7 separate regions of the Mus musculus genome follow, and regions 2, 3, 4, 5, 6 and 7 are each linked to region 1. A link is a contact called in public HiCAR-type, HiChIP or PLAC-seq and promoter capture Hi-C data. All regions are on one chromosome and are shown on one strand. Each heading gives the region's core, a stretch centred on a gene start, on an enhancer-like site or on the middle of the called end of the contact. The rest is flanking DNA. Distances are from core to core; before and after follow the strand shown. Region 1 holds the start of Myt1l (myelin transcription factor 1-like). Region 2 holds the start of Rps7 (ribosomal protein S7). Region 3 holds the start of Adi1 (acireductone dioxygenase 1). Region 4 overlaps Eipr1 (EARP complex and GARP complex interacting protein 1). Region 5 overlaps Eipr1 (EARP complex and GARP complex interacting protein 1). Region 6 overlaps Eipr1 (EARP complex and GARP complex interacting protein 1). Region 7 overlaps Eipr1 (EARP complex and GARP complex interacting protein 1).

Region 1 (4,328 bases), core at 1,357-3,856:
ACATTCATGTGAGAAAACAGACATAGAAAAACCTGTGATTTAAACTATAGCAGCTCCCTATATGGGGATTTCTTTTCCAATCTAAGAGAATATTGGGGGATAAATTTCAAGTAGGAAACTAAATTCATCACTAACTCAACTGAGAGTCAGTCAGGTGTACATTTGTGTCATTTTGTCTGTGCTACATTTTCAAAGGCTCCCTTAGAAACACTGTGGTCTTGGTACACATTTGAACCCTGAGGTGGTACCGTCCTCCCACGACCCATGTCACCTGGATGTGTAAAGCATCCTGGGGATTTTTTTTTCCTGTTTGTGTTTTGTAAAGGGATGCTTTGTCTTTCATAGAAAGGGAGACACATTTTCATTCTACTCGAATTTCAGTTCTAACGTCACCCTGGAGTGACCACACAACCTGTGGATGGTCTACCTACCGCCCAGATGGATGCCTGTGTGGGACTCCTGGGACCAGGGTTGAGGACATAGGAGAATTCGTGCTCCCATTTTTTTTTCTATTGACCGAATGATTCCTATTCTTTGCTTCAGAGAACATCCGATATGGTACCCAATCAGCTGAAAAGGCTGCACATACGTCATTAGTTCTGGGGGTGGGGAGGAGAGATGGAGGGAGGAGGGGAACGAGGAGGAAGAGAGAGAGAGAGAGAGAGAGAGAGAGAGAGAGAGAGAGAGAGAGAGAGAGAGAGAGAGAGAGAGAGAGCCAGAGCCTCAGCAGCTTGCTCCTTGTGGAGTGGAGTCCCCACCAGGGCAGCTCTATTGATTTCTGAGTCACAGTGCCGCAAGATGACTACCAAGCAGGAGGAGAGCCACAGCTCAGAGAGAGGCAGGGATTACAGGAGAAGATAAAGAAAGAGCAGTGCTGGTAGCTCTCCCTCAGAATCATTTATCTGTTACCAAGAGAGCAGTTGAGAGAATGTCACTGAATGGTCCCTTAACTTGCAGTAGAATGGATAGGAAATGCACAGTATAAATGAGTTTTTAAAAAAATCAAGCTGTTTTTGTTTTGTGTATGGAGGTTTTTGTTGTTGTTTTGTTTTGTGTTCTTTGAGGAAGAGAGATGAAATGATTTAATGTCCCAATGTCTTAAAAAAGAAAACCTGAAATTTTTGATATAGATATTTAAAAATATGGTTTATAAAAAAGGGATTTTCAAGTTACACCTGGGAATTTTTGAAAAGAAATGAGATTTATTTGCAATAAACTTTGTCCAACTGCAGCATTCAGTGGCTTCTATTTTCCCATGTTCAGACTGTATGCTGCATGAGATCCGGAGAATGGAGACAGTCTGGTAGAAAAGCTTCAAGCAGGAGCAGGCTTCACCTGGGCTGCTTCTAGCTTTGGGCTGTGAGCCAAAGAGGCAAGCATTAGATGACCCCCTCCCCCCAGCTCTGTGGCTAAGGCTTGGGCTAGAAATCCCTGTTTTTGTCAACCTCCACATCACATCCAAGACTTAACCATCACTTTCCTCAGAAGAAAGACAACTAAGTTCAGTTTTAAAATAACAGCGTTGTCAGGCGGGCTGTCTGCATGTGAGCAGTGGAAAATTAGAATCGAGCAATCCGTCCCCCCACAACCCCCGTGGCACACACATGTGAAGCACACGCGCGCTCGCGCGCGCGCGCGTGCACACACACACACACACACGCGAGTAGCAGTCGGTTAAGAGGAAAGGGTGATACCTTTTTAAAAACCGAAAGGCAGTAAGCCATTATTAGCAAGAGCTATATTGAGCGTGCTTGTCAGACAGGCAACAAAGCCGAGCTCCAGTTCCGCCCAGACATGTGCCTTGCCATTTTCATTTTAATCAGCCTGCTCAGGATGGCTGCTGATTCATTTTGCAGGATGTCCCCCTGGGAGCCAAGGTGGAAGCCTCCGGCGGCGGGTGAGCTGCTCTTGCATCTAGGCAGGATGCAGCAGGGCACACAGAGGGGAGAGTGAGGAGGAGGCTAGCGGGAGGGGAGCTCACCCACAGGCTCACTCCACAGTTCAATATGGCTAGTTAGCCGGTCCTTCATGAAACCGTATCTGCTACTGCAGAAAATATAATGAAAGAAAGAGAAAAGAAAAGAAAAAACTGTCAAATTGTAGGATCGTCATTTCATTATCTAGCAACTACGCCCCCCCCCAACCCCACCCCTGGACATTAAGTGGCTTGGACTGCTGGTTATTCTCATGGTCAGCGTATACATAGATGCACACACACACACACACACACACACACACACACACACACACACACACACACACACACACACACACATACACATACATACCTGGTAACTAGCTGGGGTGGTATACCTGATTTAGCTGCAGACTTTGATTTGTAGGACTGACAACCTTATTATGCAGTGAGCTTATTATTGATATTATTCTGCTCTCGGTTGCCATGGCCACCTTGTGAGAGACATTCAATTTTCTCTCTTCCATCATCATTATCTATGAGGCCATCTGTTGTGGAAAATGAATTCAGCCTCATTTGCATGACTGATAAGCAATTTTTTTTTTATCTATTTAACAGAAGGTCATATGCCGGGGATTTGGAGCTCGTGAAAAAAAAAAGTGGAAAAAAAAAAAAGCCTAGGAGAGGATGAGTGGAGCTGCGTGCATTAGGGGCTGGCTGTGGAGGTAAAGCAGATCTCTTAGGCCCGCTAGCCTCTCCTGCTGCATGTGTCATTCCTGCCCGCGCGACATTTTCCCCCTAAGCTACTGCACACAAAACAGAGCGAGAAAGCTTCTCCCTGCAGTCTTCTTGGAGGCCTCCTGGTTTCTCACCCATTGTTGGTGGGTGTATTTCAATTTTTTGATTCCCTGGACTGTGGGTTATGAAATCAATGCTGCTGAAGACAAAAGCAACCTTCCCTGCCTCTCGGTGCTATGCGTGGTCCTCCTCGGCCTCCCACTTGTGGGGGAAAGGGTTTTCTCTTTCTTTCTGTGTGTTTTGAGCCAGCACAGTTACCAAAATTGAACTTGCCGTCACTTGTGAGCGGTGTGGTCATGGTGTGAGGTACGTGATGCTCGTTAGGTTAATTCTTTGGACTCAGGGGTCAGGATCTGTTTTTGCTGTAGCTCATGGCTTCTGCTGCAGACCTATTGTTCGTTCCTTTTTAAAGTTATTTTTATAGCGTGGCTGGTGGCTGAGAGGTTCCTGAGGTACAGGTCTTCAGTCCTCAGAAGCTGGTCTTTAGAGCAAAAATGGGTAATAGATTGCATGCCTGAACAATGATTTTTGTTTATAAAAAGAAATAAAAAAAAATGAGAAAACCGAAAAACTTACTGCATGTCTGGAGGTCGGTGATTTGGGCTGAAGTAACTTCCTGAGAGTGGCTAACTTCACTTTACAAACAAGGAGGGATTTTAAGCAAGGGCTGTGGGAATGTTAGCTACTCCTGAGGCACTGTTGTCTTGGTCTAATTATAGAAAGAAAGTTTGTTGATGTTTATAAAACTGATAAACTCAAATAAAGATTTTAAACAATAACCTCAATGTTTGAAGTTCATAAAAACAAAACAGCACCTAAGTTCTAGCAGAATATGGTTTTTTAAAAATCACCTCATAAGCAAAAAGTTGAGTCTTCACACTCTACTTTCCAGGTAGATCTGAATAAATAATAAATAATATAAATATTCACCTGAGTGTGAAATATACAAAATATACAGTAGAGTTTGACCAGAGCGTTAATTTAATCACGACAAATTTCTTATATCTTGAAACTATATATGCTATCAATCATGATGTTGTTAATTTAATTGGGATAAAGTGATTTGTTTAACAACTCTTTTGTTCAAGTGTTTATACTTTTTGCTAACACCACAAACAAAAGCTCCCATAACACTTTCACAAGCATGAGAGAGTCTTTCTAATTGTTTAACTTTATAAAAGAGATGCAGCTTTTGAAGTGAGAAAGTCAGGTATATTTTACATGTAGATAGACATGTTTACTCTAAAAATGGAAGTATTTTATTCAAAATTCCTTTTGAAAACAATATTATAAGATTAACTTTTAGTCTACCCCAAACTATGAACCCAAAGTACTAATGGTGCATTTTAAATACAAGTGTGCAGCATGCATCCGCCTCAAAGAACTTTATTGTCTTTCCTTCCTCAATTGACCCAAAGGAGCATAAATGATTGAATTGCTTCAGTGTAGTATAGTAAGTCATTTGGTTGAAACTCTCCTTAAAGTTATGCTTCACTATTACATTTTATTTATTGTAATATTTGTTTATGGTAGACCACTGCAGGGGTGTTTGTATGTTGATACACTTTTAAAAACTCTTGCTTCGGCCCCCTTCTCCTAATCAGTCATTTAAAAT
Region 2 (4,328 bases), core at 962-3,461, 890 kb before region 1:
CATGGCCGAGGCAACGGAACACTCACCTTCTGGGGCGCTTCTGCTTATTTTTCGTACGGCTTTTCCGGGTTGGCTTGGGCAGAATCCTCCTCTTTAAAGTGAATTATAATAAAAATAAACACAAAACAATGAGCTAATAATAAAGCCAACAAATCTCAACTACTTTAAGTACAAAAATACCCATGTCGCCACCTTCACAACAGCCCACCACTCAGCACAAATTGCCAGCAGCATTCCTCTTTCCCATCAGCCCTACTTCATTCACCCTGCACACTGCACCAAAGCCAATCCTGAACTCAAGCACTGTCCCATACCAGCCCCTCCAGCCTGCTACTCCCAGACCAGCAGACTTCCCACTCTCACCCCAACACCCTAGGCTGAGCTTTCCACCAACAGGGCTGACAGCATCCTCACCAACAGAACTTAAGCCCCAGGAATTGAAGAGGGGCAACTGAGCAGATGGATACCTGAGCAATGAAGACCACGTGCTTGCCACTGAACTTTTTCTCCAATTCACGAACTAGCCGGACTTGGATTTTCTGGAAAGATTTAAGCTGAGGAACTGGTACAAAAATTATGATAGCTTTCCGACCACCACCAACTTCGATTTCCTGGGAGGAAAAAATGTCTGTGTCATTTTTCAGTCCTTAACCTCCATCTTCCTCATTCAAATGGCACCACTCACAGCCAAATACCACCTGAATCAAGGACCCGCCCCCTTCTGAGGCAGAGTCCTTGTAGTCCTTGTAGTCCCAAGTGCTAAGATTAATATGCTCTGCCACAACCAGCAAACAACTCCCCCCTCAAACATTCTCCTGTGGTTTGGACATAGCCTAGGGGTTCGCAAGTTAAACCATGACGCTCATATTGAGGTTCTAAGGTGGAGCCTCCATCGCACAATCCCGGTGACTCTACAAGAGACACCAAAAGGCCAGCAGAGAGCTATGTCCATATGTCCATCATCCTAGCACTGGAGAGGTAGAGGCAGGAGGACGGAGTTCAAGGCTAGCCTCAACTACAATCCAAGTCGGGAGACCAGCCTAGGTTAGAAGAGATTCTGTCTGGTGAGTCTGATCAGACCATGACTCTGGCCATGTGCCACCTCAGGATCTCCCAACATGATTGAACCATCTAGAAAGGTCAACTTTAAATTCACCATGGCCTGGGTATCTCTGATGTAAGGCTCTTCTCCAAATTCAAAACTTTCCAACACTATGAAATTGACCAAAAAACTCAATAAAATTAACACTCTCCCTGGGTGGCTGAGCAGTGGTAGTTCAGGGCACAGGACCCAGGTTCAGTTCCCAGCACTCACAAGCATTTGTAATTCAAGTTTCAGGAACACGCAAGGTGCATGTACATTAACAGAAGCAAAATACTAACTTACAAAAACGAAACACCTGTCAAACGCCAAACTCAGAAACACCCACTGATCCTCAACCGAGTGGTACTGGGTCTAAACACTTCCAAAAAGTTAAGGTTAATGTCAGTGGGGAAAGAAAAAAAAAAAAAAAAAAGTCCAGCAATCAAGTGCAGAAGGCAGCACGGACTTAAGCGTGAGACTGGCCTGCACTGGAAGTCCCTGTCTGCTGCCCTCCCGTCTCTTGCCCCGGGAATAGAGGCTGTCAACCACCCGTGGGCAGCGAGCGAGCGCACTCCGGGGTCCCCGCTCACCTTGGCTGCGGTGATGTTGAGTTCCCGCAGCTGCGCCTTGAGATCGGAGTTCATCTCCAGCTCGAGCAGCGCCTGGGGAGACAGAGAACGTGGGCGCCATGCCGGGGGTCAGGGGACCCTGAGGTCAAGCGCGATCGCGGGGGGCACCCGGGCGACAAGCTCACCTGAGAGATGCCAGACTCGAACTCGTCCGGCTTCTCGCCATTGGGCTTCACGATCTTGGCGCTCGAGCTGAACATGGCTTCACCCTGAGGGGAGGAAGGTGCCACCGGTCACCTGGGGCGCGGGCCGCCAAAGCCGGGGCCATCTACGGGCGCAAGGCGGATAATCCGCTGCATCCCACCCCGGGGAGCAGGCTCTGCCGCCCCGGACGCCCCCCAAGAGTCTGTTCCCCCAAACTCTGCGAAAAACCGCGGCCACATTGCGGCCCGCGAACCTACCTGACGGATCGCCGGCTTAGAAAGAGGGACGGCTCTCGCGAGAACGGCTCATATCCGGGTGGCGGAAGAAAAGAGGTGGGGACAGCGGAAGTAGGTGGGTGGAAACCGGAAGCTCTTCTGAAAAGAGTTGGACCGCCTAGAGTGTACCGGAAAATAGTTCCCTACTGGGAACTAATGCGGGAGGATGAGCGTGCCGGTTTCGCTTGTTCCCGGTAGTCGTCAGCGTTCGGCTCCGTTGGTGAAAATTCTCCGCTCCCCTAGTTGGAGACCTGGGCAGAGTGGTGGCGGCCGGACGGCCCTAGGAAAAAGAAAGAAAGCAGCTTCCTTCCCCACGAAGATGGGACGTTTCAAATGTTTCATTAGTCCCCAGCTTTCTCCGCGTTTCCTGCTAACACAATGAAAGGGAATCAGCATGGTGGTGGCGCACGCCTGTAATCCCAGCACTCGGGAGGCAGAGGCAGGCGGATCTCTTGAGTTTGGGGCCAGCCTGGTCTACAAAGAGAGTTCTGGGACAGACAGGGCTACGTATACAAACCATGTATCAAAAAATGAGGTACGGGGTTGGGGCGGGAATCAGACTTGTGTTCAGCTCTTCCTATAGGGAATCAAATTAGTGAGGTAGTGTTAATTAATAGTCATTAATTCCTGGTTTTTACGTATATTGCTTGGTACAGCAGACGATTCTAGAACATGTCCAGGAACCCCTGTCTTCACAAGTATGAAGCTGCCCTGTTGAACATCTGCCGAGAATGCTAAATATGGTGGCTCATGCCTTTTCTCAGGATTCAGAGGCGGGGATCACTGTGAAGGCAGGCTTGGTCTGCGAGTGCCAGAGCTGCAATAGAGACCCTGTCTCAAAAAAAAAAAAAAAAAAAAAAAATCCATTTTCAGAGAGTACCAATAACGGAAGCTGACGGTGGGGTTAGCTGTAGAAGGCCAGGCTTCTGCCTGCCTGGGCTACCTGCAAAACAGGGACAGTTAAGCCCTAAAAGGTGGGGAGAGCAAGGAAGCCAGGTCAGTGAGAAACACTAAAACAGAATGAACCTTTAATCTCAACACTCGAGAGGGAGAGGCAGAGGCAGACAGATCTCTGAGTTTGAGGCCAGCCTGGTCTACAGGACAGCCAGGGCTACATAGAGAAACCTTGTCTGGAAAAACCAAAAGGGAGAAAAAAAAAAAAAAAAAGAATGAAGACAGCCCTGGGAGAGCACTCTCTATAGTGGAGCAATTTCCTTTAGTCAGGGCATTGTCAGAAAAAAAGAGACAGACAGACAGATTAGGAACAGTAAGTCAGAAAGATCTGAGGATGGGAAACAACAAACTCATCAAAGCAATGTTTACTGAAGAAATGCCCACCACTGCTGACTGTCACCCTAACTTCATGTGCCCTGTGAGGCTCTGCTCTAGACAGGCAATACAAGCACACCTGATTCACATGTAGTTGAATAGCCTGTTTTAGCCTAGAAGCTGGTTACTAAAACCAAGTGAATCCTTGTCATCACGGAAAACACAGTTTGGTAAAGACATTATGTAAATACATGATGAAATATACAGGACTGGAGGGATGGCTCAGTGGGTCAGAGAGCGATGACTGCTCTTCTGAAGGTCCTGAGTTCAAATCCCAGCAACCACATGGTGGCTCACAACCATCCGCAATGAGATCAGATGCCCTCTTCTGGTGTGTCTAAAAACAACTACAGTGTATTTACGTATATTAAATAAATAAATTTTTTTAAAAAATAAATATACAATATTTTGTTATGGCTTGCATAACAAAAAAATGTGCGAAAGTGTAAGGAGGACAGATGTACACTTTAGGGAGTTAGGAAAGCCTTTGAAAGGGATGATAGAGCTGGGCATGATGGCGCACACCTTTAGTCCCAGCACTTGGGAGGCAGAGGCAGGCAGATTTCAGAGTTCGAAGCCAGCCTGGTAGTGAGTTCCAGGACAGCCAGGGCTATACAGAGAAACCCTGTCTCGAAAAACCAAAAAATAAAATAAAATAAAATAAAATTTAAAAAAAGAAAGAAAGGGATGATAGTACTACCCTGGGACATGAAGGAGCAGTTAGGACCCAGTCACTTGGCACCAGGTACATTTCACCCTTACACCACATTCTGGAGCAGAGATAGATTATTTAGCCTTTTGGGTTTTACTGTCTGTCAAGGTGAGTGGAGAAATTATTACTCAACTACGAGCCAGATCCTTTGTTTT
Region 3 (4,328 bases), core at 513-3,012, 850 kb before region 1:
CCCAATTCCTTGGGGCATCTTGACCGACTTACTTTTCTAAAGTATGATGCTCTTGGCATGAACCTGCTGCCCTCTCTCATCCCAGTTGATCTCTGCATAAGACAGAAGCCAACACACAGTGCTCGGGGATCCCGCTGTGTTGCTCTAGCCAGAAGCAGGCAAGGGGCAGGCAGCCTTCCTGACTCAAGACTCTTATTTCTACAGCTGAACAAAGGTTTTGCTTCTTGCTCTGTATTTTAGCAGCTTTTTAAGCAGAATTTTAGGTGAGGCTTCCTGAGTTCAAACCCCTGCCTTAGCACTTGCTGTGGACTTTTTCTTTTCTTTTTTTTTTTTTTTTGGTTTTTGAATTTTGGTTTTTTGAGACAGGGTTTCTCTGTGTAGCTCTGGCTGTCCTGGAACTCACTCTGTAGACCAGGCTGGCTTCAAACTCAGAAATCTGCCTGCCTCTGGCTCCCAAGTGCTGGGATTAAAGGTGTGCGCCACCACTGACAAGCACAAAAAATTCTTTAAAGCTATCTGGTCCTCAGTTGTCATACTTTTAAACTACGGTAATTTTTTTCTATCAAAGATGGCTATCCCACCAAGGGCCACTATTCCACAAACCTCCCTATTTGTTAAAATCTTGTGTGGTCCTGTTACCCAACCCTGAGATGACAGCCATTTGTTGTTCTTACTCTTTATAACACCCTTGCCGTTTGCAGTTAACGAATTAGCATCATATTATGAGGTCTAAGTCCCACCAATGGAACTTTCTTTTTTCTTTCTTTCTTTCTTTTTTTTTTTAAGATTTATTTACTTATTATATGTAAGTATACTGTAGCTGTCTTCAGACACCCCAGAAGAGGGCGCCAGATCTCGTTATGGATGGTTGTGAGCCATCATGTGGTTGCTGGGAATTGAACTCAGGACCTTCAGAAGAGCAGTCAGTGCTCTTAACCACTGAGCCATCTCTCCAGCCCCCCCCCCCCCCATGGGACTTTCTTAATCAGATTTTGAAGAAACACCCATCTTTAATCTGTGCTGCACCTTCGGATAGCATGGAGGTTAGTTTCATTTACTTATTTTAGGTTTATTTAGAAGCGTTTTGCCTTGGATATGCAACACGTGTGAACATAGCCACAGAATTCAGAAGAGCGCAGCAGATCCCCCAGAACTGGAGTTATGGGTGGTTGTGAACTACCAAGTGGCTGCAGGGAATTGCATCTGGGTTCTCTGAAAGAGCAACAGATGCCCTTAACTGCTCGAGCCATCTTTTCAGCACCATGACGGGTTTATTTTAACAGTCATGTTAACATAGCTAGAATCACCTAGGAGGTGAGTAGTAATGAGAAACGGTCTAGATCAGGTTGGCCTGTGGCCTGTCTATGGGGGACTATCTAGATTGCATTAATTTAAAAAGAAAGTATAGAAAGGGTCCGAGCACTAGTGAACACACATGCATTCATTTCTCTCTGCTCTTGGCTATGAACTAGCTGCTTCAAGTTCCTCTTCTGACAATTCTGCTGCCCCGAATGATGGAATTTAACCTGGAACTGTGAGCCAAGTAAACCCTTTCTGCCTGAAAGCTGCCTTTGTAAGAATATTTTATCATAGCATTTGCAAGGAAAACAGGGTAGACACATAACTGCCGAGGAGGCTGTGGATATGCCACCACCTTCTCCAGAGGGTGAGACGCCTTTCCTGGTCCTGAATTCTACCTGAGCGGTCACGCCCTCCCGACAACTCCGCCCTACACCCCGCCCACCACCGTTGGGGCTCCTTCAAGCAACGCCCCTTCCAGCCAGTTAGTGGAAGCCGCCGCCGCCACCATGGTGCAGGCCTGGTATATGGACGAGTCCACCGCCGACCCGCGGAAGCCCCACCGCGCACAGCCCGACCGCCCCGTGAGCCTGGAGCAGCTGCGCACGCTCGGAGTGCTCTATTGGAAGGTACGAGTGCAGGCCGGAGCACCACGCGCCTGCGCACGCGCACGCCGTGACGGGGTGGGCCGGGTGGGGGTGGGGATGGGGGCTAGGGTGCTGCGCAAGCTCAGCAAGGCCGCCGTTTCCAGAGATTTCCATAACTGCAGAGAAGGCTTTGGGCTGGTGGCGCCTGCTTTCCTCTTGGTACTCGCGCGCGTTCACAGCTAGTGTTTGCAAACGCACGGCCAGCTGCCAGTCACATGGTAGTGTCACGGGTAACGCAGTTCAAACACAGGAAAGCCGCAGAGAATCTGGGGTTAGTGGAGGGGTAACTGGATCTAGCCTGTGTGCATTGGTATGGTCAAAATGAAGTGCAAACCAACTGGCCTTGGAGCCATGCCTGAGGAACGTTTGATGAGTCCTTTGCAGAGTCATGCCCCTTAAAAACCATGAAGGCCTGCTCACCACATGCTGTGCTCACAGCTGAAGCAGCGTCCACAGGTCGGGTGGCCACGTTAAGGTGGGAACGACGCTCAAATCCATGTCTGCAAGTAATAGGAGGATATTTTTGGGATAGGAAGCGGGGGAAATAGGTGATTGGAGAAGAATCTGGGTTGTGCACATATGAAATCAAGGCTTTGCATGGGACGGACTTGGTGATGCAATTTTGTCCTGGATCAGCAAGCATGGCTTCAGGGTTGTGGGGTTGGGGTCAGCAAGGCCTCTGGCATTCCTGTTGAGTTAGTCTTTGCTCCCACGGCAGAAGTTGCTAGGGAAAGGGGACAGAGCAGGGTGACAGAAAGGCCCCTTATGACTACAACGTTGGAGTGAAAGAGCTTTTGGAATACTGCCTTCGTCCCTTCCTTCGATCATCACGGATACCTTAGATTAGGAGTCACACTCAGGACTTTGTATCTACACCAGATCTGTAAACAACAGGAACTGGCTGCCCAGTAGAGACTGGAACCCGATTAGGTGCTTTGGGTGTCTGGTGAAGGCCCCCTCATAGCTGACTTCTATGAAACCTTAAACAGCTCCTCAGGGCAGTAGAGCCACTCATCTCAATCAGGAGCAGCTGTGACCCCACCGGGAGCCAGGAGGCCCACCTCTTACGTCATCCTGTGGGTGAAGTTTCCACATTAGGAAGGGGCGCATTCAGCCAGTTCCAGGGGGTCTCATGTTCTCTCCTGGCCTTTGTGGACACCAGACACTAGAGTGGTGCCCAGACATACAAGCACTCATACAGACACATAAAATATATTGATGCCTGTGTGTTGGTGTGTTGTTCCATGATAATAAAATATGCACTTCATTGTAAAACAAAGTTAAATGTCACTAAATTCATTGCTAGTAGTTTCATGTAGGGTTTCAGATTAGTTCTGTCAGCCTTTGGAGATCCAGTCGTGAAGTGCGTGTCCTTGGCTTTGGACCTTAAAGAATAGGTAGGGGCTGGAGAGATGGCTCAGCGGTTAAGAGCACTGACTGCTCTTCCAGAGATCCTGAGTTCAATTCCCAGCAACCACATGGTGGCTCACAACCGTCTATAATGGGATCTGATGCCCTCTTCTGGTGTGCCTGAGACAGCTACAGTACTCATATAAAATAAATAAATAAATAAATCTAAAAAAATTTTTTTAAAAAGTAGGTAGGATTGTGATAAATCACAAATTGTGAGTGGGACCTTGAGATGTGGGACCTTGCCATGAAAGGGTATGAGTATGAATTTTTTTCTTTTTTTGAGATGGATTTTTGCTATGTAGTCCAGGCTAGCTCTCTACTCACAATTCTCTCCTGCATTCTGAATCGCTGGAACTATAGTCATGAGCCACAACATTATTCAGTAAATTTTAAGAGTAGTGAATGGTTTTTTTTTTTTTTTAATTTAGAATCTAGATTTCTTTTGCAGTAGAAGAATGGGGCAGAGAGAAGCAGAAAAGTTAAATGGGGCCAGAGGATTGCCACTCCAGTCCATCTCAATGAACTTGAGCTTGGTCTGTGGGCCTGGGAAGCATGCTGACCACAGAGAGTCTAGTGAGACTTGCTGCATGGAAGATGGCAGAGTGGCCACACACACTGAGTGAGTGTTGTCTTGGCATCTGTGAGGAAGAAGGACTTCACCTGCAAATGTGGAGGACCCAGCAGGACTCTAGCAGAACTGGAATTTCCACCTGGCACTGTGAAAATGGATGATCCATCAAGAGAGGAGGTGGAGGGCTGTGCTAGGATGGGCAAAGAATAAGCAGTGCTCTGTTAGGATGATCCAGCCACAGGTCTGGAAGGACGTGTTGCTATGTTTCCATCACAGGGCCGGGGAGCAGACCTAGAGCCTTGTGCACCACTAGGCAAGCACTATACCAGGGAGTTATACTCCCCGCTTAGCTGCTATGCATCCTTGTGCTAAGGTGACCTCCACTTTGCTTAAACTTA
Region 4 (4,328 bases), core at 759-3,258, 750 kb before region 1:
TCACAAGGTCCATGTCCATCACAAGGTCCATGTCCATCACAAGGTCCATGTCCATCACAAGGTCTGTGTCCATCACAAGGTCCGTGTCCATCACAAGGTTCATGTCCATCACAAGGTCTGTGTCCATCACAAGGTCCGTGTCCATCACAAGGTTTTCATACAGTTCACAGGAGAAGGAAAGCACACATGCCAGTGAAAAGACTTTGCTGTTTTATGTATTTAAGATTTAGTTTATCTTTATGTGTACATGTGTCTCTGAATATCTGCCATATGTGTGTGGGTGTCCTTAGAAACCAGAAGAGGACACCAGAGCCTCTGGAACTGGAGTTACATGCACTTATGAGCTACCAAGGTAGGTGGGAATTGAACTCCAGTCTTTTGGAAGAGCAGCAAGTGCTCTCTCTTATGGCATGCTGAGCCATATCTCCAGACCCAACTATCCTGCTTTAAAAGCATTTTTATTTTTCCGACTTAGCATGTATTGTGTGTGTTCATACTGTCCATGTGTGTACTGTGTGTAGTATGTGTTTTATGGTGTTCTTTTACACATGTGCACCCATACATTGACATAAGCGTCTGTGTGTGAGTGTGTGTGGTGTGTTCTGCTTTTGCTGATACTATCCTTGCTGATACCCATGTAGCAGTGATCTCACAGTCAGTAGAGGGCACCATTGTCCTGACACTGTGTCCTTGCTTGTGGCCCATCACAGGGTCCCCACATTATGTGTTCTGGTGGCCTCAATCTTTACTGCTGCTCTGAATGGCCACATGCCATTCCTGAAACCTTCTCTTCTGACCCTTGTAGAAGTGTGCTCTGACTCTCAGACTTTGCATGCAAGACGTGTCTCAGACTTGGATTGACTCCTGCCATCTCCCTTCTTGTGGCCAGGGTACATTCATGGGGTTGGCACAGATCTGTAGAGAATTTAATTCCTGACTCCTAAACCACAGGAATTCATAGATGGTTCCTCAGTACTAGGGGCCGTTAGTACTTGGGATGGCTAGAATATGGTAGGTGGTCTGGCCAGAACCTGGAATGTGGTATGCCTTCACCCTCTAGATCTCCATGTGCACACCTTATTCATGAAGCCTTTCTGCAATGTCAGCAGGAGCTTCTAAAAGGCAGCACAGAACTCTTAGGGCAGCTGTAGCGTAGGGGCCAGATCCATAGGGTAGATCTGGTATATCTTTTTCTAGTGTCAACCGTATTGATTTTAAGCAATGAAAGGATTATTGAGCCCTGTGACAGGTCTGTGAGGAAGGTGTAGCTGTAGTGTCTAGGACAGAGAGAGGACACACAGCCCCAATACAGGGTTCCAGAGCATGTGGTCCAGAGGGACAGACAGATGTGACCAGCAGCAATGGTGTGATTTGAATGCTGTGTCTTCTCATGAGGTAAAGGTAACTGCCCACTCTGTGGGTTAGAGGCTGTGAAATGGTTTTTTCAGAGCAACTGCTATCACTTGAGCTTTATGCGTGGATCCATGAAATGCGGCCTCCTGCAGTGCTGGGGAGGGAAGTTAAGCCATGCTTGTTGCATCTGTGTCTCCTGCTGTTGAGCATGTAGCTTCTTCAGAGGAGCATGGAGGGACATCCCAGGGGCTCTCCTGCTTGAGTCTCTCTGGCTCAGTTTATCTGTAGCCTGGAGTTGCTGAGGCAGGTGATCCACAATACCCTGCTGGTCCCAGTACCCTGAGTGCTCTGATTACAGTAATGGCCACATCCACGGGTCAAGGTACAACCTCCTGTTAAAAGCCACCATTTCCCCTTTATCTCTGTGCCACGTTAGAAAAGAATTATGTTTTTCAATTTAAATGATTGCTTGGTGAAAATGAGCTAAGAGAAGAAGGGTTTCCTGGGTAGAGAGTATCTTAAGGCTTCTCTCTATAAAACCAGAATTCTGAGATGAAATGATCAAGAGTCCTTTGAGAATGGCACCCGGGAGAGGTAGGGAGAACAATTAGAGTCCATGAGGATCACTGTCGAGGGGATGCTAATTAAATGTGGGAGCAGAGGATGCCTGGCTGCACGTGGGGCCCTGCTGCATATCTCTGAAGCGTGCTGGCTTCTGTCGTTGCTTACTTCCCTTCGTGCTTGCTGAGCAGATATTAAGACTGAATAACAACTTTGTTTTAAGGTAATATATACTTGGAAACGGCAGGGCTAGCTTTTCTCATGATCTTGGGCCAAGAAAGAGTTCTTTGAAAAAGAGAGAAGAATCAAGAGCTTACTGCTGAGGACCTGTCACTCTGGAGACCCTTGGGGCTCTTCCCGTGCTGGGGCTCCCAGGCACCCTCCCTATTAGTCTGTTGGTGGCAGCTTCTTTTTAGAACCCCTGCCTTCCTCAGATGTTGAATGTGAGTGTCTCAGCACTGCCAGACCTTGTCTGCAATTCCATCCTAGTTTTCACACTACAGTATGCTCTGAAAGGAAGCATGTTATATTTAAGTTTAAACCTAAATGCAGCATGTTACTCAACAGCGCAGGCACATTCTGAGAACTGTGTGGCCGGGTGATCTCGTCATAGCATCACAGAGAGTGCTTACATACCCTAGGTGGTGTGGCCTCACAGGCATCAGGCTACAGGGCATGAGGACGACATAGAGCCTGCTTCTGTTAGCGCCAAATACAGAAAAACTTAAGGCTAAATCTAGCCCAAGATGTGGTGCAATCAAAACGCTGCTGCCCACTGACACGGTAGTCTGTTTAACACTATGTGTGTTTCTTTGGTAAGAAGATGAAAAATTAGTGTGGTAAATACATAAACCAGAAACAGTTAATTTTCACTGGAGTGTGTCGTTGTATGTGGCATGAAACACCAGTACTCACATGAGTTATGTGTTGTGTGGTGACATCACTAGGTGATGAAGACTTTGAGCAACTCTTAATGTGCAGCTTATTCCTGACTGAATTAGCATGAATTTCATTTCCTTATCTAATGAGTCTTAGTCTTTCTGGGATAAGCAAATGTCACATTGGTTGAGCTGCCTTCTCTGGAAGAGCTGTGTGCTGAAGATGACTGCCCTGGGAGGAACTGAGGGGATGGAGAGTTAAGTGTGTCCCTGCATGGACATTGGATGGTACTTTTCGTAGACTTCTTTTGGTTTGGAGTTTGTATATATTGATTCATTGACACCACTTGTTGTGGTGAGAGATGAGATATCCACCCCACGTCAACTCCCCCAGGTCCCTGTGGTTGTGATCTTGGCAAACAGTCATTATGTTAATTGGATGAGGCCTCCTTTTGGGTATGAATAGCCTAAATTTTATTCTCTTTAAAATTTCAATGCTGCCTGTTTTAATCAATAGTTAGTGATAAACATAGCATAAAGAAATGAATTCCCTATCTCTAGCTCATTTCCAAGTCTCTTGATGTATGTGGACCGAAAGTAGTGATGCTAAAGGCCTGTCTAAATGGCTCTGTGGCCCCACCTAGAGTGGACAGCATTGTCTGGTGAGGGCGGAAGACTGCAGAGTGGCCTGACTGAAGCGGCTATGAGAAGCTCAGAGGGTAAGCAGGACAAGTCACATGACTTTCCTTATTTCCATTATTCTTGTTTTACACACAAGGAGCCTCGCAATGTCAATGAAAATGGTGGTGGCAACAAGGACACAGTGATACTTTTCAGTGCTTCGGTGTCAGACATGAAGACAAGTACTTTATCTGATAACAAATTATGGGTTACCTAGTTAATGCCTGCTTTTTTTAAAAAATTTTTTTATTAGGTATTTTCCTCGTTTACATTTCCAATGCTATCCCAAAAGTCTCCCATACCCACCCCCCCACTCCCCTACCCACCCACTCCCTCTTTTTGGCCCTGGCATTCCCCTGTACTGGGGCATATAAAGTTTGCAAGTCCAATGGGCCTCTCTTTCCAGTGATGGCCGACTAGGCCATCTTTTGATACATATGCAGCTAGAGACAAGAGCTCCAGGGTACTGGTTAGTTCATATTGTTGTTCCACCTATAGGGTTGCAGTTCCCTTTAAGCTCCTTGGGTAATTTCTCTAGCTCCTCCATTGGGGGCCGTGTGATCCATCCGATAGCCGACTGTAAGCATCCACTTCTGTGTTTGCTAGGCCCCGGCATAGTCTCACAAGAGACAGCTATATCTGGGTCCTTTCAGCAAAATCTTGCTAGTGTATGCAATGGTGTCAGCGTTTGGAAGCTGATTATGGGATGGATCGCTGGATATGGCAATCACTAGATGGTCCATCCTTTCGTCACAGCTCCAAATTTTGTCTCTGTAACTCCTTCCATGGGTGTTTTGTTCCCAATTCTAAGAAAGGGTAAAGTGTCCACACTTTGGTCTTCGTTCAATGCCTGCT
Region 5 (4,328 bases), core at 1,338-3,837, 730 kb before region 1:
TCCAGGTCAACCTAGGACAGATCGAGGAGGTTAGGCCCAGGTGTGGTAGAAATGGTAGTTTCAGATCAGGGTCTCATCCAGCTAGCTTATTGTTTGTGCTTCAAAAAGGCAGACATATCTCTGAATTGTTTTACAATGTTAAGAAGAAAAACATATACTTCTTAAGAATTGGATTAAATGACTATGATATGTAAAATAAAAGATTGAACCTGTGTTCTGCAGGAGATGAGCTATCCAGAGATTTCTTTTTAGGATGAAAAGGGAACTGCTTGGAGAACTGACAGACACAGAGACATGCACACACAGACACAGAGACAGACACACAGACACACACACAGACACACACACACACACACACAGACACACACACACACACACAAGCATGACATGGACAGAGAGATCTCTTAGAATAGCAAGCAAGCAGAATACAGTCAGAGAGATCTCCAGAGAGAAAGCAGAACATATCAAGAAAAGTATCAAGTAGAACACAGGTCATCAGCTTGGATCCACAATTTGACTTCGAATTGTTCTTTTCGCCGCTCCCAGACACCCCTTCTCTCAGAAACCCTCTCCATGCTGAGGCTGGTTCTTGGCAGGTTGCCATCAAATTGTACTGTGAGCTGGATGTGTTATATGTGAGATTGGCACTGTCTTAGATACTATTGTGTTGCTGTAGAGAGATACATGACCAAGGCCAAGGCAATTCTTTTTTTAACTGCCATTCTTCTCTCATATAGTTCATCCTGACTGCAGTTTCCCCTCCCTTCACTCCTCCCCATCCCTGCTCCCACCTTCCCTCTCCCCCAAATCAACTTCTACTCTGTTGGGGGCAGACGGAGCTTTCCTAGGGATATCCACTGAACAGGGCATAACAAGATACAATAAGACTGGGCACAAACCCTCATATCATGGGCTTGGTTACTCAGGTAGAAGGGGTCCTAAGTGCAGACAAAACAGTCTGAGACAGCCCTTACTCCCATATTTGAACTCCCACAAGGACAGTGTTTTAGTCTGGGTTTGATTGCTGTGAAGAGACACCATGACCAGGGTAACTTTTATTATAAAGAACAACATTTAGTGAGGGCTGTCTTACAGGTTCTGAGGTTTAGTCCATGATCCCCATGGTGGGAAGCATGGCAGCATCCAGACAGGCATGGTGCTGGCAGACATGAGAGTTCTATATCTTGATCTGAAGGCAGTCAAGAGAAGACTATTCTCTTCCAGGCAACTAGGAGGAGGGTCTTAAAGCCCACCCCAAAGTAACCGACTTGTTCCAACAATGCCACACCTATTCTAACAAGGCCACACCTCCTACTCATGCCACTCCTTGGGCTAAGCATATTCAAACTGCCCTAAACACCCAAACTACATAACCATAAAGTATATGCAGAGGACCTAGCTCAGACCCATACAGGGTCCTTGTTAACCTATATGAGCCCTGCTTAGTTGAGTCTGTGGGCATGTTTTTCTCTACTCCCTATGACTCCTACAATCCTTCCCTTCTTCTATGGGGTTCCCCTGGCTCTGCCTAGTGTTTGGCTTTTTGATTCTGTATCTGATCTCATGATGCTGGTACATCATGACACCTTTCTGATGACAATTAGGCTAGGCACTAATCTATTAATATAGCAGAATATCATGAAGAATAATTTTGTTTGTTTGTTTGTTTGCCAGTCATGTTTGGTTCTATCTTGGGTCTCTGGGTTGTCCTGATTCTGACTCCTGGCCATCTAGGTAGTGTCGTCAGGCATGGACAAGTGTCGTGGCATGGGTCTTGAGTTGGACCAGTCATTGTTTGGCCATTCCCACAAGTTCTGCACTATCCTTAATTACTTCAGCACATTTTACAGGCAGAACAGATCATAGGTCAAAGGTTTTGTGGCTGAATTGATGTCCCAGGCATACTGCTGGGAGCCTTACCTGGTTCTAGAAGGTGGAGAGTTTGGGCTCCATATCCCCCATTACTAGGAGAGTTTACTGGGGTAACTCTCGTAGATTCCAGGGAATTACTACTGTACCAGGATTCTACATTGCCCCCAAATGTTTGCCAATTCAGTTGTCTCTTTCAGCTCTCTCCCTCTCCCTGTCTCTTTCTCATTCCCCCACCCGATTCCTCCTGTTCCCATCTGCACCTGCCCCCAGACCACCCACAGAATCTATTTTGTTTCCCCCAAGGCAATTTGTATAATAGAAAGCATTCAATTGGGGGCTGGCTTACAGTTTCAGAGAGTTATTTTATTATCATCATGGTGGGAAGCATGGCAGCATGCAGGCAAGTGCTGGAGGAGCTGAGATGGCTACTTCAAGATCTTTAAGCAGAGAGAGAGAGAAAGAGAGAGAGAGGAAGGGAGGGAGGGAGAGAGAGAGAGAGAGATTGAGAGAGAGAGAGAGAGAGAAAACATGCCAGCCAGCCAGCCAGCCAGCCAAGGCCTGGCATGGGTCTTTGAAACCTCAAAGGACATTCCCAGTGACTTGTTTCCAATAAAGCCACAGCTCCTTTCAGAGAGTTCTGCTCCCTGTTTACTAAGCATTCAAATGTAGGAGCCTAAGGGGGCCATTCTTATTCAAACCACCACAGGCCCAGAACCCTGAGGTACTCTAGGACAACTTTATGAACCTGGGTACAATGTCTGGCAGTCACTGGTTTATGTACTGTTGGAGTCTCTGACTAAAAGATGCCCCACCCTCCAGAGAACTGCCTTTATGTTTGCTCAGGAAAATGCCCAGGTGCTTGAGATAAAAAAAGACATCCCCTGGATACAGACTATAGCATCATTAAACACAGTGTGACCACCCCCTGGTTTTCTGTCTGTTCAGGCAGTGCCCTCATAGGAAGCCAGCTCTGGTGGTGTGTGTCCTGCATCTTCTGGGCTATATCCTATAGCTTTCTGAAGTGTAGACCCTGATAGCTGGAGGTACTTGGAAGCTCTTAACAACATTCACACAATGTGTACATGAAGACAGGCATTTAAAACTGTCCATGATTCTCTGAAGAATGATACCTTGGGCTCAGATCGTATGTAAATGCAAAGAATGTTTTATTCTGCCCAAGTCCAGCATGCTGGGGTCTCCCATGACCAAGATAGAGGGACAGCTAAGTGAGCTTGCAGGCTCAATTTAAGAAGCACATTGGAATTCTGGGGTAGGTGAGCTTTATCTTACTCTATCTCTAGACATTCCGGAGCCATTATCAGGCATGAAGGCTGGAGCCTGGGGTTCTTTTCTGTTAGTAATTGACTTGCCTGGGCTTGTCCAGTTCTCCTTAACTGACAATTTGAAGTCTGTCATGGAATCAGTCTAACCTTCTCAAAACCACTTTTGGCTTTTCTATGAATTTGACTTTTTTTAAAATGTAACTTTGGCTATCTTAGAACTAGCTCTGTAGGCTAGGATGTCCTCAGAGATTCCCTGCCTCTGCATCCTGGGTACTAGGATTAAAGGTGTGTGCCACCACTGCTTGGCTAAATTTTATTATTATTATATGTGTAGGAGTTGAAAGAAAATAAAAACTTGAGACCTGTGATTCATGTAATTTATGTCAAATAGCCCAAAGAGTTGTTTGTGAGCTTTGAAACCTGGGGCTGAGAATGTAGCAGAACAGGCAAGGACATGCCTGGGCAGGCCCATTGTTTCCTGAGGCTGCTTGGCCATAAAGATAAAGAGAATGACTTGCTGGACTGGCCCGGCGCCTCCCTGTCTCCTGCCCTTCTGACCTGAGTTAAATGTTAAACAGGCTGCTGATGTTTAAATGAACCAATCATATGAAATCCTGCCAATTCCTCCCTGCTGATATTTAAATGGACCAATCATGTGAAACCGCACCAATTCCTCCCCCAGTCCCCGCCCCTTTTCTATAAAAACCCCTAGCTTCCAAGCCTCTGTCTCCTGTGTGAGATACGTTTCGACCTGGAGCTCTGCCATTAAACAGTCAAAACCACTGTCTCCTGCGTGAGATACGTTTCTTCGACCCGGAGCTCCGCCATTAAACTACCTCGTGTTTTTACATCAAGATGGTCGTCTGTTCATGATTCTTGGGTGCACGCCGAATCGGGAATTGAGTGGGGGTTTCCTCACTAGGTTCTTTCAGAGTGTTTTGTCTGTATGTATACATGTATACTACATGCTTGACTGGTGGCCTTGGAGGTCAGAAGAGGATGTCAGAGCCTTTGGGACTAGAGTTACAAATAAATGGTTGTGACAATATAAACTAACCAGTATCCGGAGCTCTTGTCTCTAGCTGCATATGTATCAAAAGATGGCCTAATAGGCCATCACTTGAAAGAGAGGCCCATTGGACTTGCAAACTTTATATGCCCCAGTACAGGGGA
Region 6 (4,328 bases), core at 757-3,256, 710 kb before region 1:
GACTTTAGTATCATGCCAGGATACCTGAGGAAAAGGGACCTTGAGACAGTGCTGAGCCTGTGGAGTAGTGTCGTCCAGGTCCAGGAGGGCAAAGAACCTGGGGCCAGAACAATCCAGAGCTTGTCTGCCTCTTCTGGGCAAGCCATTGACCGCTTTCCAAAAGTCCATGGGGTGCAGAAGCTTGGGAACCCCCTGGCAGCCACCAGTGGGAATGGGTACAAGGCCTTCTAGGGCTGGTGTGGACAAGAAGCTATCTACCCTGTCTCTGTGTAGAGAGGCTTGGGAATAACTGAGTAGACCAAAGCAGAGGGTACAGAGAGGCCTAGGATAGAGACCCACTTAAAGGCCCACATTGTTCTAGCCTTTCTCCCTACAGTCTCCATTCGGTGTCTCTCTTAAGAGCAGTAAGCCCTCTGCAGTGTGTACAGAACAGAGGGTGCTAGCAAGGTTACTGCCTGAAACTGGAAGTTGGTAACAGGATGTGGATACAGCAGCTGGAAAGGCCAAAGAGTCAATACTTGAGGCTTGAAGGCCACATGGTCCCACATTCTTTCTCCTGCCCTTTTGACCAATCTTAACTTATGGACATACAGAATAGGCCAGACTTGACTAGTACTCACTCTCTCAGCCTCTGGCCAGCTTTTGTGGAGAACCCAAGGATTGATATAGTCTGTAGCAGGACATGTGTGTGTACCTGACCCTGCTAGGTAATAGGTGGCTCTGAGGACCCTTTCAAACTGCTCTGGTGAAAATTAAGGGCTGCATCAATCTCAATATTAAATCTTGCTTTCTTTTGTGTAGCTGTGGCACACCTGGACTGCACACCCTGCTGGAGAACCTGGCTATTTGCATCTTTCTCTAAAGGCTTTGTGCTCAGGCCAACAGATTCTGCCCTGGGGCTGGGAAAGAAGGCAGCAGCCAGCTCATGAGTTATGGGGGCCTTGCTCTGTGCCACCCATGATGGAGTGTCTGGTGCCTTTGACTGGCATTTTTCTAAGCTAAACTTCTTGGGACTTTCCTGTCCCCCTTCAGATGACTGGCTCTCCTGCATACCAAAGATGGGATGCTGCCAGGGAGAAAGGATTGGCCTTGCTGTTGACTGGGCCATCTTTTTTGATACACACTCAGGAATCAGGGAAGTAAGTGCAGGTTGGACTAAGCCTCTGTGAGCTGGATTTGAGACAGAGCCCTGCAGTCCCACTTGAGCACAGACTTATGTGTACTCTGTGCTCAAGTCTGTAGGAATGGGCAGAGTCCGTGGTCCTAGAGGCATTGCTTACAGGTCTAGCTACTTCTTTTCTCTGAGAGAACTGGGGTCCTCCTAAGACTGAGGGCTTGGTATGTGACTTGTCTCAGGTGAAGAATGGAGCAAAAGGCCATGGCTGTTCCCTGACCACTTAGGACAGTGCTCTGCTGGCACCTGCAGTGAATCGTGTGGTGCTCGAGTGCAGCAGAGCTGCTGGGTAGAACTGCTGACAGTACCCTTTCTCTGTCACACTCACTTCCCAACCAGTCTTTGCACTGTGAGCAGGAACTTGTGCACCTGTCACCTGCACAGAAACTTGAGAGATGTCTGTGCCCTGTTACGTCTTCCTGGAGAGGGACAGACCTGGTGTCATGCCGGGATACCTACAGCCCTGTCCCCTCTCTAGCGTCAGTCTGTGCGTCCCTCATACTTATTGTGCATTCTGCATGTGACCACATCTCTGAAGCACTGTGGAGGCCACTGGAGAATGTATTTTTAATCTCAGGTGCCAGGGCACTCAATGTACAGCAAGAGCTGTGCCTGTGTCAGGTGATTGCCTCGACCGGATTTCATCTCACTCACCTGCCTGGTCTGCAGCAGATGCTGAGGTGGCTGGAGTCTCTAAAAATAGCCCTTAGACTCTGAATCCGCTCATTATGCAGCAGCCGTGGAAGCCTCCTCCTCCTCCAGCTGGGGATCACACCACGTCCCCAGCCAGGGCATTGTTAGCCCTTTAGCAAGCTGGCTGCAGCTGCTATTCAGCCCACAAAGGCTCTAATCTCCTTTGAATTCCTCTAAGCCTTTTGACTCTAATCCCTTACAGCACGCAGCACACTCCATGGATACAGTTGGCGCCTCAAGTATGCCTCTTCTATTCATTTTGCCCTGATTATCTTTTTATCTCATTAAGTGCTTTTAGCTCTTGTGTTTCATATAAAAAATAGAAGCATCAAATTGGTCTTAAAGACATAACTTAGTATTTTCTCTTTTAAAGCAGTGGACTTTTCTGAGGCAAGAGTCTCTATTTTATTCCTGATGCCGGGAATATAACGAACCTTGTGAACTTGGAAGAGTCGGTTACCTGCATCTAGCCTCAGTTTCCTCATTGCTAAAATAGAGAGGTCAGGTTATTGAGTGACAGTTGAATTTTCTAGCTTAGCTATCCTGTGGCTCTCTGGCTCTGTATCAACATGACAGAGTTGCTGTGTGCACCAGTGCTATGATATGCTTGAATACAGAGGCTGTGCCTGGCTCCCAAGCTTAGCTTTATATAGGGCCAAGGCCTAGTGCCCTAGCTTGGTTTTAATGCAGATCCTGTTTCCTTGTGGTGGCCTGCTTCTGTCCAGAGGCTGTGCCTGGGATGCTGTCTCGTTTGCACACAGACCTTATCTCTTGTGCCATGTCAAGGCTTTGTTTTATACAGCGTCTGTGCCTAATGCCCTCTGCAAGCTCCTAGACATGGTAGTATTACTCTTGCCCAGGTGGTTACATCATAGGACCTTATTTCAGGCATGTGTTACAACAGAGATAAAAGCCCAATCAATGCCTCCTTGCTTATTAGAGCCCATTGCTTCTGAAGGTGGGCTTTCCTCCTTGAAAGTACCTCTGCTTCTTTGATATCCACTGGATGTGCACTGACTGCTCTGCTGAGATGCATGCAGCTATGGAAATCCTCAGAGTTTCAGAACCAATTTGTGTGTCTCTGTGGCATCCCTCCTGTATTCCCTGCTTAGCTCTGTTTACCTTAAATTTCACCTGCTTCTGAGGATGCAGTTTCCTGTCGTGCCCACTGGTTCCTGGGACTGGCACCACAGTTCTCATTAAGCTGTGGTTTTATCTCCAGGGCCATGGTGCGGGCAGCTGCTGCTGGAGTGAGACACCTGCAGCTTTCTTGTCTCCCTGGTATGTTTGTGTGTTAACATCTTTCTGTGAGTAATTTTGGACATTCTTGAACCCATTAAAATTTCAGTATAAGCTTTGAAACAGAAGTTATAATTTTTCAAAATAAATTTACATATACTTGACAGTCATTTTTGCTTTTTTCTTACTAATTTTTAGAGAAACGTATTGCTTCCCAACACTTCTCCTTTAATTTTGAGTTTATAATATAATCACAGCATTTCTTTCTTTCCCTTTCCTCCCTCCAGTGGTTATTCCGCACACCCCCTCCTTGCTCTCTTTCAGATATGTCCTTTTTTATTCTTATTGTTGCATGCATATTCATACATACTAAATACTCCCTGCTCAGTCTGTACGGTGTTGCTCCTGTGTACTGTTTCAGGGCTGGCAGTTTGGTGTTGGGAGTGAGAAATGCTGAATTGCAACATTTGGAAAGTGTCTAATAAGGTTTGCTGTGTCCACTGCACAAAGAACCTGGTCAGACACAGTGTTGTCCTCTAGCCCTAGGAATTCACCTTCCAGCTGTGTCTCTGCTAACTGGCTCGCTGTTCACATCCATCTGGGGGAAAGGTTGCTGTACCTTTCCACTTTAGCCCCCCTTTTTGCCTAAGAAATATGTATGCTACCTTAGGTATATGAAATAGTTTCACATATCAAGCGTTTCACATTCATAAAGAAATTGCTTTTAAAACAATTCTTTGGTGTATGTACAATTTAATATATTAAAAATGAAAAAAACCAGCTGGTCATGGTGGCGCATGCCTTTAATCCCAGCACTTGGGAGGCAGAGGCAGGCGGATTTCTGAGTTTGAGGCCAGCCTGGTCTATAAAGTGAGTTCCAGGACAGCCAGGGCTACACAGAGAAACCCTGTCTCGAAAAACAAAACAAAACAAAACAAAAAACAAAAACAAACAAAAAAAAAGATGAAAAAAACCCCACATATGAAGTGGGTGTACTTATTTATTTATTTTACACAGAGAATTGAATATTGAGTGAATACTTGATATTGGAGCATCTTTGAAATTTTCAAAGTTGATCAGTATTTTGGTTTCATGATCATCATGATCAATGCTAAGAAGGCAGCTTTGAAAAAACAACATAGTATAGAAGAGCAGAAGCACATTCAGGATTTTCTCTAAAATTGTTGTAACCCCTAGCCTAGTCCCCAGCCAAAGTACACTG
Region 7 (4,328 bases), core at 1,188-3,687, 680 kb before region 1:
CTCAGCTCTGCCCTACTGACTCCTGAAAGGAGTTGCCTTTGCCCCACCAAAGACAAAGCATTCATATGTGAAATCAACTTCTCTCCGTGCCTTGTCCAGCTGCCCTTCCTCCTGGGCCAGCTGTTAGTACTGAGCTACCAGAGAGCTGTGTATTGTGAGCACTGCAGTCATCCTGGATTGCTCTTGTGGCTTGTGAGGCAGGATGGCCAACATTCAGGTATTGGCTGATTTAATTCTTGGTGAGACTTGTTGTTTGTTTTGTTTGTGACTTATATGGTTACCTTCTTGCTGTCCTCACATGGTGGATAGAGACAGGGACTTGCAAATTCTGCTCTCTCCTCTTATGGGGACTTAGGTCCCAAGCAAGAGAGTCTACCTCATGATCTCCAACCTTAATTGTATCTATCATGGTAGGTCACAGCTTTGACACATAATGTCTCTGATGACATATGCTATTAGATGCCATTGTTAATAAACACTAAAGGCTTTGGGCCAGGAAAGAGCTTGCACCAGTGTGAGGAGTCTGGGTAAAAGCTGTGGGCTATAGTCTTGGCAGTCCCCATTGGTCACATTAACATTGTCATTTGTTTTTCTTTAGTGTCGTGTGGGAACCGATGGGGGATGGGAAGAAGGTCATTTCCCTGGCCGATAGCCACATCCTGCTGTGGGACCTCCAGCCCAGCTCGAGCCAGGCTGTGGTGAGTAAGAAGGGAGAAACTCTCACCGGTTGTCTTTGGAATTGCAGCTTTTGGCTGGATGCAGAATACACTTCCTGATGCTCACATTGGTAATTTCAAAATCATCACATAGGGAATGATGCAGGTACAGAGGCATCAAGCCGAGAACTGAATGCTAGGCCTTGTGGGTATAAGTTAAGCACCATGAGTGATACTGAGGCTCACTGAGGATGGCTTCAGGTTCCAGAGTGTTCTCTTAAAAGAAAATCACACTCTGAGGAGGGACACTTATGTCAGCTTAATTCCACATTGCTGGCTATCTTGCCAGATACTCATTTTGAGTATTCTGTAGAGTTAAGTATTGTGTGGTTTTCTTCATGGTTGGTTCCTTAAGTCTTTCTTTCCTAAGATGTGTATCACAGGCATTCATAATTTGATAGCATGTGTTGTCAAAGAAGAAAGAAGAATACTCTGAAGCCGGGCGTGGTGGCGCACGCCTTTAATCCCAACACTTGAGGCTGAGGCAGGGGGATTTCTGAGTTCGAGGCCAGCCTGGTCTGCAGAGTGAGTTCTAGGACAGCCAGGACTACACAGAGAAACCCTGTCTCGAAAAACAAACAAAACAAAAAAGAAGAAAACTCTGGAGCCCTGCAATGAAACATTATGATGTCATGTCCCTAGGGGCCACATGGTCACCTTCACAGCATGTGGGTTCCTCAGGTGGCCATGCCTTATGCTTGTTTGTTCCCATGACACTTAACAGAGCTCTCTGCTGTCTTGGTGCCTTCCACTTTCACCAATGCCCCTAGGTTAAAGAGAAAACGTGGCTGATGGTGCATCGTTGTGACATGAGGCAGAGGCTACACTTAGAATACTATGTGACATTTCAGTGCTTAAAAACTCCGGCCCCGCTGTCTGAAGTTTGACTTGGCCCGTTTTCCTAGAGCACGGATAGTATTTAAGAGAAACAAATCATGTTCAGAAGACAAAGCACCTCATTCTGTGTGACGACCCCAAACCCACAGGGGTGTTCACAGTAAAAGGTCAGCCAGGAGAGCCAGTGCCCAGACTAGCTGTGGACAACACTGGGAACACACTCACAGCCCTTAGGAGACATGCTGGGCGCTGGGCTGCAGTCGGCCAGCACGCTAATTCCTTCTTTAGCTGTGTGTCAGCTGTCACAATTTTCAGAAGGAAGGATACTCCTCCCCAGCAGGCTTTGCTGTGACCCTGGGGAAGACCTAGCTCAGCCTCCCCAAGCACTAGAGGGGGTGTGCCCAGCAGAGGCCCAAGGACCACACTCTGGAGTTGAGAAGGCTCCACTTGCCCTTTGATGTCCTGAGCTGTGGTCAGATGGTAAACACATCTTCACACCCCAAGTCATCGCTAAAGCATTTCATGTCGGGGTGATTAATCTGTAACTTATTTTCTGCAGAGACCAATTTAGTTTTCTCTCCCCCTTTTTTATCTGCTGTCAGCAGTTCTGTCAATACCCCTTTGTGACCCAGTGCGACGGTATTTAATACAGAAACCTTCCCATCGATTGCAGCCTCCCCATACTGGCGTCTCTTCTTCTATTGTTTGAGGATATTGCCTTCTGTGGTAAATTTAATCTTATGCTCACTGCATCATTACCTTCTGCAATTAAATTGGAGATCCTTTGCCATTTATAATCATTAGCTGAACCCTGGGGAGGCCTGGAGTGTGAGGGTCTGTGGGGTATGTGGACCCCGATGAAGGGTTGGGCGGCCTCCCTGCTTCCATCTGCTCGCTCAGCTCCACGTCCTGCTGCCTTCAGCTCTGTGGACATCAGTGGTTCTGTCATGTGGAAAGCAGAGAGCCTGGTGCCGCCTCCGCTGTGTCCACACAGGACTTCCTCAGAGTGATGGCTCTTACACACGGTTGTGCCTGTGAAGGAGCGAAGCATGGTTTAGAGATGCAGTCCGGCCTGAAGTTCACCATCAGTGTTCACAGGAATCGTTTCTTTCACGGTTAGCTTCCCTTTCCCAGAGCTGGATGTAGTTCGGAAGTATTTATCCTGGCGTGCCACCTGCCTGTCTGTTCATCTTTTTAGTACGGGATTGTACAAAGCACATGTTTGATATTCTTCTTGATTTCTTTTTTAATGTTTTTATTTATTCACTGAGAATTTTATACATATTTAATCATATTTATCCCCTCCCCCAATCCTAGGTTCTCCCCCACCTCCCTATGCACCCAACTCATTTTTAATTAGCATACATATTAGTGTTTAGCATTTATTACATTTTTGAAAAAAATTATTTTTGTTATTTCTCTTCCTAACACCCTGCTATCCCACCACCCTGTACCTTCTCCCTCAAGAAATTTTCATTTAAAAAAGAAAAAAAAAAAAGACTTTCTGTGGCACAGGCCTATAATCTAGCTAATCAGGGTGCTTAGGCAGGAGAATTGTAATTTTAAGGCTTTCTTGATTATAGAGAGTGTATAGGGTCAGAAAGGACAACTTAGTAAGACTGTGTTTCAAAATAATAAGTTAAAAGGGCAGAGCTCTAACTCTGGTAGAGCACCTGCTAGCAGGCCCTGAATTTCATCTCCAGAACCGCAGAGACAAGATAGGTGATATCCCAGCTCCCTCAGCAGCAACCCAGGCAGCACTTCCTGGTGTTGGCCATGCATGTTGCATCGCATCCCCAAATTCCACAGTGCACAAGGCTTGCCTTTGAGTTGGACCCTGTGGTCTAGACAGATGCACAGTGGTGGGACTCCTGCAGGGTCTCCACTGCCCTCAAGGCCCAGTGCTCAGCTTGTTCTCTCTGTTCTCTTTGTGTTCTTCTTGCCTTGTCCCTATATCCTCAGCTTTGTTTTTTTCCAGAATATCACAGAATTGAGACCTGATGTGTGGTGTTCAGCTCAGATTCTCTTGCGTTGTCAATGCGTGTAAGGTCCCCATGTCGTCTTATATCCCTGTCGATACTTGTACCCAGTGCTGTTCCTCTTGGAGTTCAAGCCTGAGAACCCGAGGAACCCTGGATTCTGAAGGCTTTCTCATCCTGACCTTCCTAGGTGCCTGGGTTTCTATATTGAGGTCTGTGAGCCATTTGAGGCTATATTTATTTAAGGTCTCACATCTTGGACTCTACCCAGAGGGATAATGGGGCCTCCTAACATGCAGGTGAGTATGAGAGCTCCTGTTTCCATTCAGAGCTTTTCTCCTGAGATGGAACTGGAGTGGCTACTGTCAAAGTTTCCTGACTTATGTGCACATTTGATAGGGGTATACAGGCTTCTACACGGCATTTCTGGGTCTTTTCTGTTGGTATTTACTGCTGTGATATCTCTGGCTTTACATCTGAGACAAGCAAGGCTTAAAGAAAGCCTGGGAATATCCCAAGGCCAAGGCCCCTCTGGCCAGCCTCTTGCCTTATATGTCTTACAGCAGCTACAGTTTTGCTTTACAGAACAGAAAGAGTCGAGGAAAGAGTGCCTACGGTGCCTTCTATTAGTAGATTCCTCCTTGGGTGTCTTCCCTTCCAGCCTTACGTTTGGAGACTTGGACATCCACACCCATGTAGATGAATGCTGTGTATGAGTCTTTCCTTAGCCAGTTCCAGAGAGAATGGGAGGAAGAAAGCAAGCAGGCAGAATGAGTAGTGGTTGGCTTCACAGTGA

What was found. Promoter capture Hi-C pulls out the DNA fragments that hold promoters and counts their contacts. HiCAR-type assays count read pairs that join an accessible place to other places. HiChIP or PLAC-seq counts read pairs in DNA pulled down with a chosen protein or histone mark.
Region 2: a contact with region 1 is called in a HiCAR-type map of astrocytes, with 4 times the contacts expected there. The contact joins the promoter of Rps7 here to the promoter of Myt1l in region 1. A contact is called at or near these places in 8 of 39 promoter capture datasets (cranial neural crest, embryonic stem cells, hippocampal neurons and 2 more), 8 of 115 datasets of contacts at active chromatin or transcription factors (astrocytes, embryonic basal ganglia, embryonic forebrain and 5 more) and 1 of 9 other capture datasets (embryonic stem cells).
Region 3: an H3K4me3 HiChIP or PLAC-seq map of forebrain shows a contact between it and region 1, with 7 times the contacts expected there. The contact joins the promoter of Adi1 here to the promoter of Myt1l in region 1. A contact is called at or near these places in 3 of 39 promoter capture datasets (hippocampal neurons, liver and stem cell-derived epiblast-like cells) and 7 of 115 datasets of contacts at active chromatin or transcription factors (embryonic basal ganglia, embryonic forebrain, embryonic hindbrain and 4 more).
Region 4: a contact with region 1 is called in an H3K4me3 HiChIP or PLAC-seq map of embryonic forebrain, with 9 times the contacts expected there. The contact joins the enhancer-like site here to the promoter of Myt1l in region 1. A contact is called at or near these places in 4 of 39 promoter capture datasets (cranial neural crest, frontonasal cranial neural crest, hippocampal neurons and 1 more), 4 of 484 Hi-C or Micro-C datasets (cerebral cortex and cortical neurons) and 9 of 115 datasets of contacts at active chromatin or transcription factors (SST interneurons, VIP interneurons, differentiating embryonic stem cells and 6 more).
Region 5: a contact with region 1 is called in a promoter capture Hi-C map of embryonic stem cells, with 2.8 times the contacts expected there. The contact joins the enhancer-like site here to the promoter of Myt1l in region 1. A contact is called at or near these places in 5 of 39 promoter capture datasets (the C10 cell line, cranial neural crest, embryonic stem cells and 2 more), 3 of 484 Hi-C or Micro-C datasets (cerebral cortex and cortical neurons) and 7 of 115 datasets of contacts at active chromatin or transcription factors (VIP interneurons, differentiating embryonic stem cells, embryonic basal ganglia and 4 more).
Region 6: an H3K4me3 HiChIP or PLAC-seq map of embryonic forebrain shows a contact between it and region 1, with 5 times the contacts expected there. The contact joins the enhancer-like site here to the promoter of Myt1l in region 1. A contact is called at or near these places in 5 of 39 promoter capture datasets (the 3T3-L1 cell line, the C10 cell line, cranial neural crest and 2 more) and 7 of 115 datasets of contacts at active chromatin or transcription factors (VIP interneurons, embryonic basal ganglia, embryonic forebrain and 4 more).
Region 7: a contact with region 1 is called in a promoter capture Hi-C map of hippocampal neurons, with 6 times the contacts expected there. The contact joins the enhancer-like site here to the promoter of Myt1l in region 1. A contact is called at or near these places in 4 of 39 promoter capture datasets (the C10 cell line, cranial neural crest, hippocampal neurons and 1 more), 1 of 484 Hi-C or Micro-C datasets (nephron progenitors) and 8 of 115 datasets of contacts at active chromatin or transcription factors (SST interneurons, embryonic basal ganglia, embryonic forebrain and 5 more).

The regions. Positions count from the first base shown.
Region 1 is chr12:29,525,778-29,530,105 of GRCm38.p6, forward strand. Myt1l (myelin transcription factor 1-like) reads left to right here and starts at 2,607. Exons shown (of 25, transcript NM_001093775.1): 1 at 2,607-3,019. Gm20208 (a long non-coding RNA gene) reads right to left here. Exons shown (of 4, transcript XR_381405.4): 2 at 2,289-2,463; 3 at 1,695-2,046; 4 at 1,181-1,357.
Region 2 is chr12:28,633,742-28,638,069 of GRCm38.p6, forward strand. Rps7 (ribosomal protein S7) reads right to left here and starts at 2,212. Exons shown (of 7, transcript NM_011300.3): 1 at 2,115-2,212; 2 at 1,839-1,922; 3 at 1,675-1,746; 4 at 468-611; 5 at 27-91. The coding sequence starts at 1,913.
Region 3 is chr12:28,673,445-28,677,772 of GRCm38.p6, forward strand. It overlaps Adi1 (acireductone dioxygenase 1), which reads left to right and starts at 1,763. Exons shown (of 4, transcript NM_134052.2): 1 at 1,763-1,928. The coding sequence starts at 1,809.
Region 4 is chr12:28,773,348-28,777,675 of GRCm38.p6, forward strand. The region is part of intron 3 of Eipr1 (EARP complex and GARP complex interacting protein 1); the gene reads left to right. It overlaps Gm46345, which reads left to right. Exons shown (of 2, transcript XM_017315316.2): 2 at 1-3,764. The coding sequence ends at 417. Among named protein-coding and RNA genes, the nearest start is that of Gm46345, 8.6 kb to the left of the region's middle. Within about 2 kb of position 2,009, at least 14 of the 459 cell types and tissues checked have an H3K27ac peak or open chromatin away from gene starts, as enhancers often do. A contact at or near this core is called in cerebral cortex, cortical neurons and embryonic forebrain, where this site is marked.
Region 5 is chr12:28,794,649-28,798,976 of GRCm38.p6, forward strand. The region is part of intron 3 of Eipr1 (EARP complex and GARP complex interacting protein 1); the gene reads left to right. Among named protein-coding and RNA genes, the nearest start is that of Gm46345, 30 kb to the left of the region's middle. Within about 2 kb of position 2,588, at least 18 of the 459 cell types and tissues checked have an H3K27ac peak or open chromatin away from gene starts, as enhancers often do. A contact at or near this core is called in embryonic stem cells, where this site is marked.
Region 6 is chr12:28,815,590-28,819,917 of GRCm38.p6, forward strand. All of the region lies in intron 3 of Eipr1 (EARP complex and GARP complex interacting protein 1), which reads left to right. Among named protein-coding and RNA genes, the nearest start is that of Gm46345, 51 kb to the left of the region's middle. Within about 2 kb of position 2,007, at least 117 of the 459 cell types and tissues checked have an H3K27ac peak or open chromatin away from gene starts, as enhancers often do. A contact at or near this core is called in VIP interneurons, embryonic basal ganglia, embryonic forebrain and 2 more, where this site is marked.
Region 7 is chr12:28,846,959-28,851,286 of GRCm38.p6, forward strand. Eipr1 (EARP complex and GARP complex interacting protein 1) reads left to right here. Exons shown (of 9, transcript NM_201357.3): 5 at 599-698. Among named protein-coding and RNA genes, the nearest start is that of Gm31508, 61 kb to the right of the region's middle. Within about 2 kb of position 2,438, at least 8 of the 459 cell types and tissues checked have an H3K27ac peak or open chromatin away from gene starts, as enhancers often do.